2 separate regions of the Rattus norvegicus genome follow, and region 1 is linked to region 2. The links are chromatin contacts, called in public Hi-C maps. All regions are on one chromosome and are shown on one strand. Each heading gives the region's core, a stretch centred on a gene start, on an enhancer-like site or on the middle of the called end of the contact. The rest is flanking DNA. Distances are from core to core; before and after follow the strand shown.

Region 1 (7,131 bases), core at 2,891-5,390, 69 kb before region 2:
CTGAGTCCTGACTTCCCCTTCTCTTGAAGCTCCCCCAGGGTAACTTTCCACCCCAATTGCACAACACCTTCACCCATTGCTACTGTTTTTCCCCTCTTCAGCCTTGAGGCCAGTGCCCGAGGTCACATAGACAGTGGGGCAAAGCGAGGTCACCTGCAGTCACCTGAACTCACAGGAAATGCCTCCCACTTCATGGGTAGTGCAAACTCCAGCCCTCCATCGTGCCTGTGTGTGCAGTATGAAGAATAAGTCCCAGCACCTCGCTTAGGTCCCCTCGTCAGAACCTGACCAAGCAGTGGCTTCCTGCTCTTCCAAAGAACCCGAGTTCTGTTCCTCCCACACCCCGTGGCAGCTCCCAATTGCCTGTGACGTTAGTACTAAGGAAGCCAGTGACTTCCTTTAGCCTCATGGAACTCCTGCACAGATGTGGCACACACAAACTCACACAGGCACACACACGTACACATAAGCAATAATAGGTATCTTTAAAGGCACTTCTGGAAGGAAGAGTTTATTTTAGCTCACAGTTCCAGGTTGCGGTCCTTTACAGGGGGGTAGTTAATGTCAAGAACTTGAAGCAGCTGATCACGTCATAGCCATCGCAGAGAGCAGAGAGCAAGGAATGCATATATGTGCCATGTTCAGACAGATTTCCTCTATTCTTATAGAGCCCAGGGCCCAAACCAGGGAATGGTGCCACCCATTCTCAGGCTGGGTCTTGCCACATCCATTAAAGCAATCAAGACAGTCTCCAAGACAGTCTACCAGGCACCTGATCTAGACAACCCCTCACTGAGACCCTCTTAGTTATGTCAAGTTGACAGTTCAGGCTAGCCATGGCAGACTCCTTCTGTACCCAAAGTTCCCAACATTGTTCATTTTCTCCTAGTGCCATTAGCATTTGGGAAGAATGCTACTCGCTCTGTCAGACGTCCTGTGTGTATCCATATCTATGTGTCTGTATTTTCATGTATGTGTCTGTTCAATGTGTGTGTGTGTGTGTGTGTGTGTGTGTGTGCCTGTGCATGTGTGTGCCTGTGTGCCTGTGCATGTGTGCGTGTGTGTGTGTGTACGTGTGTGTACCTGTGTGTGTGTGTGTGTGCCCAGGCACACACGTGCCTATGTCCACACACACAGGTATACACGTACCTGTGCGACTGTGCTTATACAGATCATATGATACAACCTTTGGTATCATTCTCCAGCTGTTGTCCGTAATTTTTTTTTTTTTTTCGTTTTTTGAGACAAGGTCTCTCACTAGCCTGGAACCAGCCATATTGGTTAGGCTGGTTGGTCACTGAGCCCCAGGGATCTATCCTCCTGCCTCTGCTTCTGAATAGCTAGGGTAATAAGCATGCACCATGACACACCTGGCTTTTTTTTTTTAGTGTGGGCTCTGAGGATTGAACCCAGGTCCTCATGTTTTCATGGCAAACTCTTCACTGATCAAGGTACCTTCCTTTCCAGCCCACTCGGAGCATTCTCTGAGTATCCTCTCCTTCAGGTCTCTCAATGGCCTTGCGAGTAGTAATCTGATTGATCTTTATTTTACAAAGTGCAAGTAAGGCCTAGGAACATTGACCAGTTTTCCCCAATCACACAGCTAACATGACACAAGGCACATCCACGGCACAGGTCTGTGACCAGTTACTGATTTTCCGAGGCAAAGTTCCTTGCTCTGGAAACGGAGTGAGGGAAAGGGATGGGCCTCCAGCTGGGGCTGAAGGAAAGGCTTAGGAGAGAGTTGCCGGTCTTGTGACTCAGCCCCAGGCCACAATGGAGTCTGGCCCTGGCCATCCCTGCCTCCCACCTGGCATGGCCAGAGGCCTGGAGGTACTCCAGCACCGTTAGTCATTCTGCTGCATGGCGGGCAGATTGCCCGTCCCCCGCTGCAGGTGAGAACACGGCTCAAGCACTGCCTCTGGCCTCAGTTACTCACTTCCTCTGGCTCTGTAGTTCTGTGTCTGTCAGGGCTCCTGGGTGGGGCTGAGCAGCACGGATCTTCCTGCGCCCTCCCAAACCCCACCGGTCTCTGACATTAAATGACTTGAGGCTGGGCCTGCTGTACTCTGTGGAGAACTGTGCCTGCCATTACACCACGTTCTTAGACCAACAAATGCTGCTCCAAACACACAGCTTTGCAGAGATCTTCTTATGCGTTTGGGTTTTTGCTCTTATGGAAACATAATGTTCCCTTTTGGAAAACAGACTTTTCCTGTTTCTTGTCATCGTCCCTTAACGTGGCAGTACAAAATTAGTACTTTTTGGTTTGCTTGTTTTTTGAGGCAGAGCCTCACTCTGTAGCCCGGAGCTGACCTAGGCTCATATGCTAAACTCACAGAGATCCTCCTGGCTGTGCCTCTCCAGTGCTGGAGTTAAAGGGATGTGCTACCACGCCCTGCCCAATTACTTCTTTAAAAAATTATTATATTTATTAATATATTTTGTGTGTGGGTAGGGGGAGCAAAGGACACAACTGCCACTGCCTGTGAGTGAGTGTACGTGCGTGTGTGTGTGTGCGTGCGTGTGTGTATGTGCGTGTGTGTATGTGCGTGTGTGTATGTGTGTGTGTGTATGAGCGTGTGTATGTGCGTGTGTGTGTATGTGCGTGTGTGTATGTGCGTGTGTGTGTATGTGTGAGTGTGTGTGTGCGTGTGTGTGTGCGTGTGTGTGTGCATGTGTGTGCGTGTGTGTGTGCGTATGTGTATGTGCGTGTGTGTGTATGTGTGCGTGTGTGTGTGTGTGTGCGTGTGTGTGTGCGTGTGTGCGTGTGTGTATGTGTGCATGTGTGTGTGTGCTCGCACGCGTGCATACGTGGACTACCCTAGGGAGTTGGTTCTGTCCTTTCACCCTGTGGGTCCTGGGATCTAACTTAGGTGCTCAGTCAGTGCCTTTACCTGGTGAGTCTTCTCGCTAGCCTCCAACATTACTAGTTCTTTGAGCCGTACTGTCTGATGGCTTGATCTTAAATACCACTGTTTAAGGGCTGCAGACAAGTTCAGTGGTCAGTGCTCCTGGAAAAGACAAGTCAGTTTCTAGCACCCATGTAGGGAGCTCACCACTGCCTGTACCTCCTTCAGCTCCAGGACATCTGATGCCCTCTTTGGCCTGCTTGGGCACCCACACCCATGCGGAACACACACACACACACACACACACACACACACACACACACACACACACAATTTAAAATAAACTTTCCTAAGGCTTAAAAATTACTGTTCAAAATGCCTTTCACAAAGAAATTTTATGAATTTTGGGACTGGGTCGGAATGTCTAACAACTTCTGGAGTGGCTCAAACCACACCTCTTCCATTTCATAGTCTTTATTTGTGTGAAGTAGCATTCTCAGCACTGACAAAAATCAGCAAAATCAAAATGCTGATTAACTCTGGAAAACATTGACGATATCTTTGTCCTATTGAGTAAAAAAATATTCAAAATTTAATTATTTTAGAGGGAAGAGAGAGATTTTATTTATCTATTTCATTTTAATTCTGATGCAAAGTCTCAAGTATTCCAGGTTGACTCTGAACTCACCGAGCAGCCAAGGATGAACTTGATTCTCCTCCCTCTGCTTCCTAGACGCTGAGATTACAGGACTACATGACCACATCCAATTTATGTGGAGATCAAACCCAGGGTTGCATGTGTCCTGGAAAGAGCAATATCAAATGAATTATACCCCCAGTCCAAGTGCGTGAGAGTGAGAGTCACAACTGAACCCAAACCAACAGTCTGAGGAGGACCCAGAGGGAGCACAAGAGACGGCCATGTGAGCCTGAGCCAGTGCCCAGAGAAAGGGCTTGACTGAAGACCAGGTTGTGTGTGAGTGTGTGAGTGTGTGTGAGTGTGTGTGAGTGTGTGAGTGTGTGTGTGTGACAGAGGGGGGGAAGGAGGGAGGAAGAGATCACAAAAAGCTTAACATGCTGCCTGGGACCCCTCAAATGTGCACAGCCAGCTCCTGGGCCCTGATGGCCCCACCCAGTTGCTACAGAGCCAGATCTTGGGTGACTGTGTCAGGCACCTTGCAAATATTTGTACAGTAACAACCTGGGCAAGTTTCTGTCTCCCCCTAGGGCTGGTCAGGGCGCCAAGGCTACAGGGACATTCCTCTCTTACTGTAGCAGCAGAGGCTCTGGCCCTATGTCAGGCATGGCCAGGGCCCCTCACGGGGTTGACCTCCAGGTTGGTAGTACCTGCTCCTGCAGTACTGGATGGGACTCCAGGTGCGTGCCAGTGGCCTGGGAGGAGGAGCTGAACTGCTCGCAACTCAAGTGGAGGCCAGAACAAAGCCAGGGCTCCATGGGAACATGGCCTTGTTTGGTCATCTTGCTTCCAGTGAGCAGCTCAGTTCATCTGACAAATACAATCAAGTGCCCTCCAGATGCTGGTCTTGCCTAGAAAACTGTTGTGAGGCTCAAAGAGCTCCTGTAGCTGCCACTGGTTAGACTGGAAGCCAGGTGGGGATTAGTGTGTGTTAGGGAGTGAAGCCACACTTCCCACGGAGCCCTGGGCTCACCCTCTTGGCCCTCATGAGGGAGTTGGAGGTGGGGCTTCCCTGAGGCCAGAGGAACTCCTCAAGCCTCTCTTCTTAGATCCATCGTAGCTATAGAACGGGTGCAGGGAGCACTGTCTATCAGAAGTGGAGCTAGCTGGACCGAGGGCAAAGGGCCAGAGTCCACCTGGGGCCTGCTTACTGAAGACTTTCAAGTCCACCTCTGTCACTGAAGTGCAGCCAAGTTCATGGGCAAAGAGCCCTGTCAGAGAAGGTCAAAAGTGCACGTTTTTATTTTTCAGTCTATGCTGTCTTTCCTCTGCTCTAATGGACATTGGTGTTCCTCCTCCTCTTCTTCCTCCTCCTCCTCCTCCCATTCCTCCTCCTCCTCCTCTTCTTTCTCCTCCTCCCTTCTCCTCTTCCCCTCCCTCCTCTTCTTCTTCTCCCTCCTCCTCCCCTCCCTCTTCTTCTTCCTTTCCCTCCTCCTCCCTTCCCTCCCTCCTTCGATCCCTCCTCTTCCTCCTCCCCTCCCTCCCCCTCTTCTCCTTCCTCCTCCACCTCCCTTTCCTTCCTCCTTCTCCTCCCTTCCTCTTCCTTTTGAGCTGATCTCATGTAGCCCATTTTGGCTCCAAACTTCACTATATAGCCCAAAATGGCAGAAAACGCCTGCCCCTGCTGCCTGTCTTCTACCTGCTGAGCTTATAGGCACACACTGGTACTTACAGTGTTAGGGGATAAACCCAGGACCTTGCAGATGCTAGACAAGTACTCTCCTCACTGAGCATCCTCATCCCTGGACACCACAGTTCTTCATCCCACATTTCAGCTGTATGACAACCCACATTTAAATGTCGGTGCAGATGAACTCACAGGCCTCTAGGCAGTGTGGAAAAAGACCTTCTCTTTGGGTCGTATCAGCTAGGGCGTCTTGTCAGATTAACTGTCTGGGGGCTGAGCAGGCAACGTGGGAAGACGAGTGAAGGAAGGTAAATGAGCAGCTTGTGGTGCCCCAGAGATGGACCATGGAAGACAAAGAGAGGGAGGCTAAAAGCTGAACCACAGAGGGGCCACCCGACTGACCTGCTTAGGCCTCGTGTGGAATAGGATAGAATATAGTGTGCCTGGTGCCCTGGGTCACTCATAGTGGGATAGCCTGGGGACCTGCCAAGGGGGTGCTACCTCTCTGTTCCCCTGACTGAGGGCACAGGTCATATCTCTGCACATGCACAGAAATATGCTAAGATATGCAGGGGCCACAGAAGGCTGAAGGATTGCAATACTTCCTGCCGAGCAGAAAAACCCCAAGGGATCCAGTCTGCAACTACTATGCCCCTATTAGGTCCTCAGCCTCAGAGAACATTTGTCTGAGGATGGACTGAATGATCTGCAGCTAATGTTCTCCCAGGAGTGATGAAAGTGAGATTGAGTTCAACACACAACTGATGGGCTATCTCAAGAGTAACAAAGTAAACAGGATCCCAGATGAAGAATTCATTTACTGTACTACATGAGCTGTGACTTGAGAGTTGTTGCAAGCCATGATTTTGGGACATTGGGCTCTGCCCTGATGATGTTCAGACCTGACTCCTGCTCTTGGTTTCAAAGACTTTTAAAATTATTGTGAAGGTTTCATACAAGTATATATATATCCTGATTTCGTCTCCTTTCTTGCCTCTCTCCTTCCATTTGTCCCTGCTGGTTGGTATTAATTGTTAACTCGACACAACAAGAATCATCTGGAAAGAGAGTTTCAATTAGGTATTGTCTAGATCAGGGAGTCATGATTCTGTTAACTGATGTGGAGAAGACCCAACTGTCATGGCTCTTCTTGACTGGCAACCTGACCATATCTGGAAGGAACAGAAACCCAAGTGGTTGGGTACACCAGTGAGGGATTTTTTTTCTTAATTTAATCACTTGAAGTGGGATGACCCACTTTTAATCTGGGTTTTTTTTGGGGGGGGGGTAGTAGGAAGATACACCTTTAACCCAGACCTTTTGAAGTGGTACAATCCACTTTAAGTCTGGGTCACAGCTGGTGGCAGCCGCTATAAAGGACATGGAAGAAGAAAGCCTTTGCTCTTTGACCACTCACCATGCTATGCTTCTTCTCCATAGCAAACCCACCTGGCATTAGAGCCGACATCTATGGGATTCTGTGTGCACCGGCACCAGTTGAGACATCCAGCCTGTGATTCTCGACCTTCTGTTGCTGGACAGCCATTGTTGGCCCGACTGGACTGCAGCCGGAGAGCCTTTCTAATACATCGCCCCCACGATCCCCCCATGTGAGTTTTGCTCCTCTAGAGAGCCAACCAACACCACTCTTTTGGGTTCGGTCCTGGACCATATGAGTGCAGTGAGGGCTCTGAGCATGGGGTATTCATTTCTCTCTGCTCTCCACTCTAGCTGTAATGTGACTAAAATTGCTTCAGGGTCCCACTGCCTTTCTTTCCACACAATGATGTACGGCCACCTGGACTTGCGAGATAAAATAAATCTTTTCTCCCCGAGGTTTTTTTTTTTTGTTTTTGTTTTTGTTTTTGTTTCGTTTTTGTTTTTGTTTTTTTCTTTTTTTGTTAGAAATTAAACCAGGAGAGTTCAGCCACGCTGTTTTATTTATTTTTTATCAT
Region 2 (6,792 bases), core at 2,611-5,110:
CCTAGGGAGAGACAGTGCCTCTCTCTTTCAAGATCAAGTTCCCTAAGGGTTATGGCCTGCAAGTAGGAGCATGCCCATTTACAGACTGACCAATGGCAGGACAAGGCTCTTCCAAGGCTTGCTGGACTGCTGCTCTGGGTGGTACGAGTGTGGCCTCCTGCTTCCCATGGAAATCATCTTATAGCCTAAAGTAGACAAGGCTGTCTTTCAAAGAGTGTGCACCAGGAACTCTGAGCTACTTCTGCAGCTCTTGTAAATCTAAATTTCCTTCAAACACTAAATTTCATCACTTTCTGAGCATCCAGAAAAATCAGTGAAAGGTGACTCTGGCTTCGAGATGAGGGTGGCCCATCCTCCTCTCTTGTTTCCTTCCTGTTTTTTGACCAAAAGAAATCAAATGTGGTAACAGCCTCCTGTTCATGCTGGGGTTGCGCAAAGCCAAAGCTAAACCAATAGATTCAAAGTACGCAGCAAATACAAATTCCAAAAATGTGTCCTCTCTCTAAAGGCTTGTGATGTCCGGGGAAATGGCTCTGTGATACAAGCACTGTCTGCACCATCCAGAAGATATGAGTTCTAGTCCCCAGAACCCATGCAGAAAGCTGGAAACAGCAGAACCATCGTCCATAATCTCCGAACTCCTATGAGGAGATGGCAGGTGGAGACAGGAGAATGAATCCTTGGAGGTTCGTGGCTAGCCTGTCAACACAGCAAATAACACAAGACACTGTCTTAGGCAGAGTGGAAGGTGGGGACCAATACCTAAGGTTGCCTTATAATCTCCACCACCACCCCCATGTCATAACATGTGCATGCCTGTGTTCATCCCCTGCCCCCAACTCACAAATTGACATTGCATGATGGCGTGCTATCATTGCCGAGGCTTCCTGGGAGCAGAGCCATGGCTGGCATAGAGGTACATCATTGGAGCCAAGGTTGGCATGCAGGTAGTTCATTTGGAGCCAGTTACCAAGGACTAGAGAGAGAAAGGGGAGGTCGAACACCCTACCCGAGAGCACATCATTGTGTGTGCCGTGGGAAGCTGGGGTTCAAGTGCACTGCGGCTTCCTAAAATGCAGCCACAGAGGCTGGAGACATGGCTCAGTGGCAAAAAGCAAGTTCAGTCCCAAGCACTCACACAAGGTAGCTCATAACCGTCTACAGCTTTGCCTCTGATGCTCACTCCTGGCCCACACAGGCATTCAACAGAGCACAGGTTGACATGGGTCACCAGCAGGATAGCCAGGATCCTGCATGCTTGGTCCTTACCAACCCTCACCCTCATCTTCAACTGAATGACAGATTTGGCATCTAGGGTCCCCTTAGGGGAAGCTGGTGCAGCTGGGGTAAGGCAATACTTTTCTCCTCCAGCAAGGGGTAAGTCACATGTGTGTGACCCCTGGAGGGGACAGTAGGGAAGGGTTCTGTATGAGCAGAAAACTCTCACACAGAACCCTGTATGAGAAGCGGTGACAACCCTGGGAGCCAGACGGGACAGGGACAGGAACAGCTAGTCCAAGGCTACAGAACCAAAAGGAGGTCCCACAGCCCAGCTCTGACACCTAATCTCCCAAAGTGGTGTCTCTGCCTGCTGGTCTCCACACCCGTGCCCCGTCTGCAACAGCAAGCATGGAACGAGAGCCAGGAGCTGGCCTCTAAGCACCGGCTGGTGGGACCGGGTATAGCCTATCCTGCTACAGTTGACCCAGAGTGGGAATGCGGGTTACTACTGCAGCAGTCAAAACTGTCCTCGAGGAGACGTCATGCCTGCCAATGGGCATGCAAGCTTGATTTCCCTACCTGCACAGCTCTGAACCGCCCAGGCAGTACATAGGGGAAACGGGAGGTGAAGAGAAACCCAGAAGGGTAAACAGTGAGCTGGATAAGTGTCAAGGACATGCCCTGGTAGTACAAATCTTTTTTGGTCTTATGCCCATGAACTCTGAACACCAAGGATAAGCCTACCAGCTTACACATCCATCTCGTGATGGGGGAGGAAGAGGAGTCAAGAGATGTTAAGTAACCCAGTGCTAGAGCTGGTTAATAGAACAAAGGAAGCGTGGGGAGGTGGGTCAGCTGGTAAAGTACTTGTCTAACAAAAGCATGAAGACACGGGTTTGATCCCCAAAGTTTGCCTGAAAGAGGATGTACGCTGGTTAGTGTTTTGTCTACTTAACACAAGCTAGGATCTTCTGGGCAGAGGAACCTTGGCTGAGAAAGTGCCCCAGTCAGATGGGCCTATAGACAAAGCTGTAGGGAGTTTTCTTGATTAACGTTTGATATCAGACAGTAGAACCCACCATGGGCAGCGCAATCCCTAGGCAGGCGGTCCTGGGCTTTATAAGGAAGGAAGCTGAACATGCTGTGGGGAGTGAGCAAGTGAGCTTCCTTTGTGCTGTCTGCTTCGGTCCTGGCTCAGGCTCCTGCCCTGGACTTGCCTTCAGGATGGACATGGACTGTGCTTGGGATGTGAAAGCCAACTAAACCCTTTCTCCCACAAGTGACTTCTGGTCATTGTGTTTTATCGAAGTAGTAGAAAGTAAGCTAACAGAGGCTGTGATCCAAAGACCAGGGAAACTGGGGGGCGGGGAGATTCCCTGGGGCTTACTCTCCCACAGCCTGGCCTACTAGAGGGACCCTAGAGCCAAGTGTGAAATGCTTCCTCAAAAATAGGTGGGAAATTATGAGACATGACACGGGCTGTCTCCATATGTACACACTCACACATGGGCATGCTCATTCTCACATGCACAGACCCACCTGTGCACCTGTACGCACACCATGGTAGCTAGCCCGGAATCAGTGAAAGCCCAAGCACTTAGGCGAGCCTGTGAGACACTGTCTTGATTGGCTCATCCGAGGTGGGCAGAGCCACACTGAATCTGGGCAGCGCCTTGTGTTGGCAGCCCACATGAAAGAACATGGAAGAAGGAAGCTCTGCTTCTAGCCGGCTTTCCCCTTTTCTCTCTGGCAAGTTCATCTGTTTTGCTGCCACCGAGGCATCCCTTTGCTGGTGTTAGAATCCGCTTCTTCGGGACTCCAACACAGAAGGAAGACAAGCGGAGACATCCAGCTTCGTGGACGGAACAGCTAGTGTCTTGGCCTTTCTGCCAGGACGTGGCCATTATTCAATTAGATGGACCACAGTCTATAAGCCACACTAATAAATCATATGTAGAAACCCCGACTACACACACACACACACACACACACACACACACACACACACACACACACACACTCGTGCACTGAGTGGGGAGGGAGGGAGGGAGGGAGGGAGGGAGGGAGGGAGGGAGGGAGGGAGGGAGGATGATACTTGCGTACTTCAGGGCATGGTCTTCTGGTGGTGGCATCTGCCCCCAGCTCTAGGGTCCCTGTCAGCTACCAAGACCAGACCTTCCGCACAGGGCTTTCAGCTCTGTCCACTTCCTGTTGTCCCTGGTGAGAGCTGGCCTTCCATCAACACCCCCAGCGTTCAGCCTTCCAGGGTGACCTTGGGACCCTGTGGCACTGTTCACTTTAGAGGCCTGTGCTGCTGCCCCGTGGGTTTTTCACGCCTGTTTCACCCAGGTGGGAGAGAACTGGACTAACTTTGTTCCTTGGCTTCCATCCATCTCCCAACCCAATAGGCTCCTTGAGGTTGGGGGCAGCACCTCAGCTAGCCACTCTGTGCTAGAGCCTCAGGCTCCTCGTCTACCTGGCACCCACCGTGGCGTAGTCACCTGCTGCTTCCGATGGCATCAGCATTGGCCCAGTAGACCATGGGGTCCCTGAATTCCTCAGTGGATCCGTGACACATCCCACCTTCCTCAGTACACTCTTGTCTTGGCTGCCAGACAGGAGAATTCTAGAAAACTTGGCTCACTCACAATGTATTAATAATTCACCATGGCCTGGCAAGACAGCTCAGCAGGTAAAGACACTAGCCTAGCCACCGAGCCTGACAACCTGGGGTCAATCCCTGGGACACATGATAGGAGGAGAAAACTGACTTCCTCAGGTTGTCTTCTGATCACCACACCCATTCCAGGTCATGTGAGAGCAAATGTGTGTAACACATGCACGTGCGCACACACACACACACACACACACACACACTCACACACTCCACAAAATGGATGTTGTTTTTTTAAGATCTTGCCATCACTGATCATTGTCACTGTTATGTGATTGGCATCCATTCTCTCGGTGTGCTTGCTGTTAGTTCAGGTAAAGTTTGTATCCGTTACTCTTACTGCTGTGACCAAACACTGGGTGTCTTCGTTAGCATTCCGCACCTCAGTTTTGGAGCTTGCTGATCTGGCTGGAGCCGCTCTCCAGCGAGCTTTGGGGATTTGCCTGTCTCTGCCCACTCCAACGATGGAGTTACAGATGCTCTCCGTGGTGCCCAGCTTTTTACATGGATGCTGGGACAGTGAATGCAGGACCTCACCGAGCTCAGGAGGCCCTTCGCAAGCCCTCTCCCTCGTCCCTGATTTGATTAACTTGGCAGTGTTGGGGAGCAGAACTCAGAATTACCATATGCCACCCTGGTGCTCTAGCATTGAGCTCTTTCCCCAGCCTCAGGCTGCATTCTGACTGAGTCCCAGTATGAGGGTACAAGTTGTATCTCTTTTCATGAAAGAGCATCTCTAAGACTAACATTTAATAACTACGTTTTTTTTCCTGACCCTTTCAACTCATTGATGTGTTTGCTTATTGATACATTTCATCCTAAATAAATTTTTAAAAATTTAATTATTAGCATGCATTTCACTTTTTGGTCTTTATTTAATAGAGTGGGAGGTTTTTAAATGTTTTAAAAAACATTCAAGCCCTACTCGGAGCAACCAAAATGACACAATGCGCCTTTCAGAGTTTATTGTTCCCACCAGACACCGAGGGACACTTGGGTCACTGCCATCACCTCGTCTTGCACAACACACCGTCTGCCCTGACCTGAGATCATTGACGGGAAAGGAAAGACGTAGAGGAAAGGGAACTTTGGGCGCCCTGTCTTTCCCCTTCCTCCTTGGTCATGACTTCCAGCATAAGTGGCTAGCAATCTAGTGACGTCACACAAGAGAGAGAGGATACGGGAGGATCTTCAGTCATTTGTGTTCTGGGAATGCAGGACTGTCTTTCTACCTTGAACGCCGGCTCTGAGTCAAGGGGGAAGGTTGACTTTGGGGCTGTCACTTAGGCAGTCAGTCATAACACTCTGATCCTGTACTTAGCCACTGCTGATGTCTCCCCTGTTGTGGGCTTCTAGGATCATTCTCCACAGCATTTGGGATTGCAGCTCATCTCTGCTCACCACCAGACTCCGCTGTCCAGTTAGACTTTGCTTAGAGAGCTCAATATCAGTGAGGTGTGTGTTCTGAGCATTCAGCGGAGATTGGAGGACAACCTTGAGTGCTTGTCCCCCCTTCCATCTCATTTAGAACAGGGTCTTGGTTGTTTGTCCCTGAATCCCCCAGGCCAACTGGCCTATGAGCTTCTATGGATTCTCTATCTCACCATAGGGATGATGGGGTTACACACTGCATCATCTCTATATGGGTTCTGGAAACCTAAACTCAGGTTCTGAAATGTACACAGCAAGCATTTTATCTGCTAAGCCATTTCTCCAGCCCAAGGTCAGAGATATTGAAATGATCATGAATTTGAAGGCGTCAACAATTCGAGATGCTTCTTGTGAGATAACACAGATCGTGGGCCCCTGAAACTGGCCCCGTCTGTAGGAGAGATGGCACCCTAAGTAGGAGGTGTTTGAGCATAGGCTTTAAGGCAGAACACTCTAGAACAGCTAATGAGGACAAAAGAAGAGAGCCTGGTCAGGAACAGTTCTCTGGCTTCAGCGAGCAGGTGGTCAGGAAGGCTCGTGATCTTGAAGCTGTCCGTGTCACAGACATAGGCCTCTTGACTAAAGGATGCTACCCTAAAGCCATTCTTATGCCCCCACAAGTCTGAGCATTATCCCTCCCCTGGGACCTTCTCTGTGCTTTCCCCTAGGTTGGATACACTTGACTCTGAGGATTTGTTAAATAGAGCCAACATGGTGAAGAGGGTAGGTGTAGTGCTGCATTCAGAGCTTGCCCTGATGCCTGGCATTAGCAAAGAATGAAAGTAAAAGCTGGAGGAGAGGAGAAAGAGTTCATTCCTTAGTGTTTAAATGTCTGATCTATCCTTGTGTGTTTATTTTATATGTGTGTTTGTGTCCATGTATGAGCTTGTATGCATCCGTGTGTGTGTGTATGTGTGTGTGTGTGTGTGTGTGTGTACATGCCCACGTATGTGAAGATTATATGTGTATATGTGTGAAAAGATCACCTTTTTCTTTTTCAGGCTTCATTTTCTTGAAACCAGATCTCTCACTGGCTTGAAGTTTGTCAGGTAAGCCAGGCAGGCTGGCCAGTGAGGCCCACCTTTCCAGAGCTGGAATTACAAGCATGTGCCACCATGGCCAGCTTTCTTTTGCAAAGGTCCTGAGGATCAAACTCAAGTACAACCTTACTGATTAAAGTATCTCTTCGGCCCTGATCAGTCCTTTAAGTGTGAAAATGTCTTCTTTAAAATGTTGTAACCTTCCAGGTTTTTTATCTGTTCTGACTTTTTGCTCTCTTGAACAGAAAGGAGACACGCCTGGCCATAAGAGCAACGGACCAGCAAAACTATTCTGTTTTATGGGGGACAGCACACCTAGCTGCTATGCTCGTGAGATGGTCAATATGGAAGGCATGAGCTCTGGAGGACTAAGAGGGCAATGGGACAGCAGAGAAATAGAGAGTTAAATGTGGAAGATCTGCCCAA

Evidence for each region. A called contact is a pair of places that touch in the nucleus more often than the background predicts.
Region 1: a contact with region 2 is called in a Hi-C map of kidney, with 6 times the contacts expected there. The contact joins two enhancer-like sites. A contact is called at or near these places in 4 of 12 Hi-C or Micro-C datasets (kidney and liver).

The regions. Positions count from the first base shown.
Region 1 is chr13:32,948,605-32,955,735 of GRCr8, reverse strand. No RefSeq gene overlaps it. Among named protein-coding and RNA genes, the nearest start is that of Inhbb, 140 kb to the left of the region's middle. Within about 2 kb of position 4,140, at least 4 of the 93 cell types and tissues checked have an H3K27ac peak or open chromatin away from gene starts, as enhancers often do. A contact at or near this core is called in kidney, where this site is marked.
Region 2 is chr13:32,879,184-32,885,975 of GRCr8, reverse strand. No RefSeq gene overlaps it. Among named protein-coding and RNA genes, the nearest start is that of Gli2, 170 kb to the right of the region's middle. Within about 2 kb of position 3,860, at least 3 of the 93 cell types and tissues checked have an H3K27ac peak or open chromatin away from gene starts, as enhancers often do. A contact at or near this core is called in kidney, where this site is marked.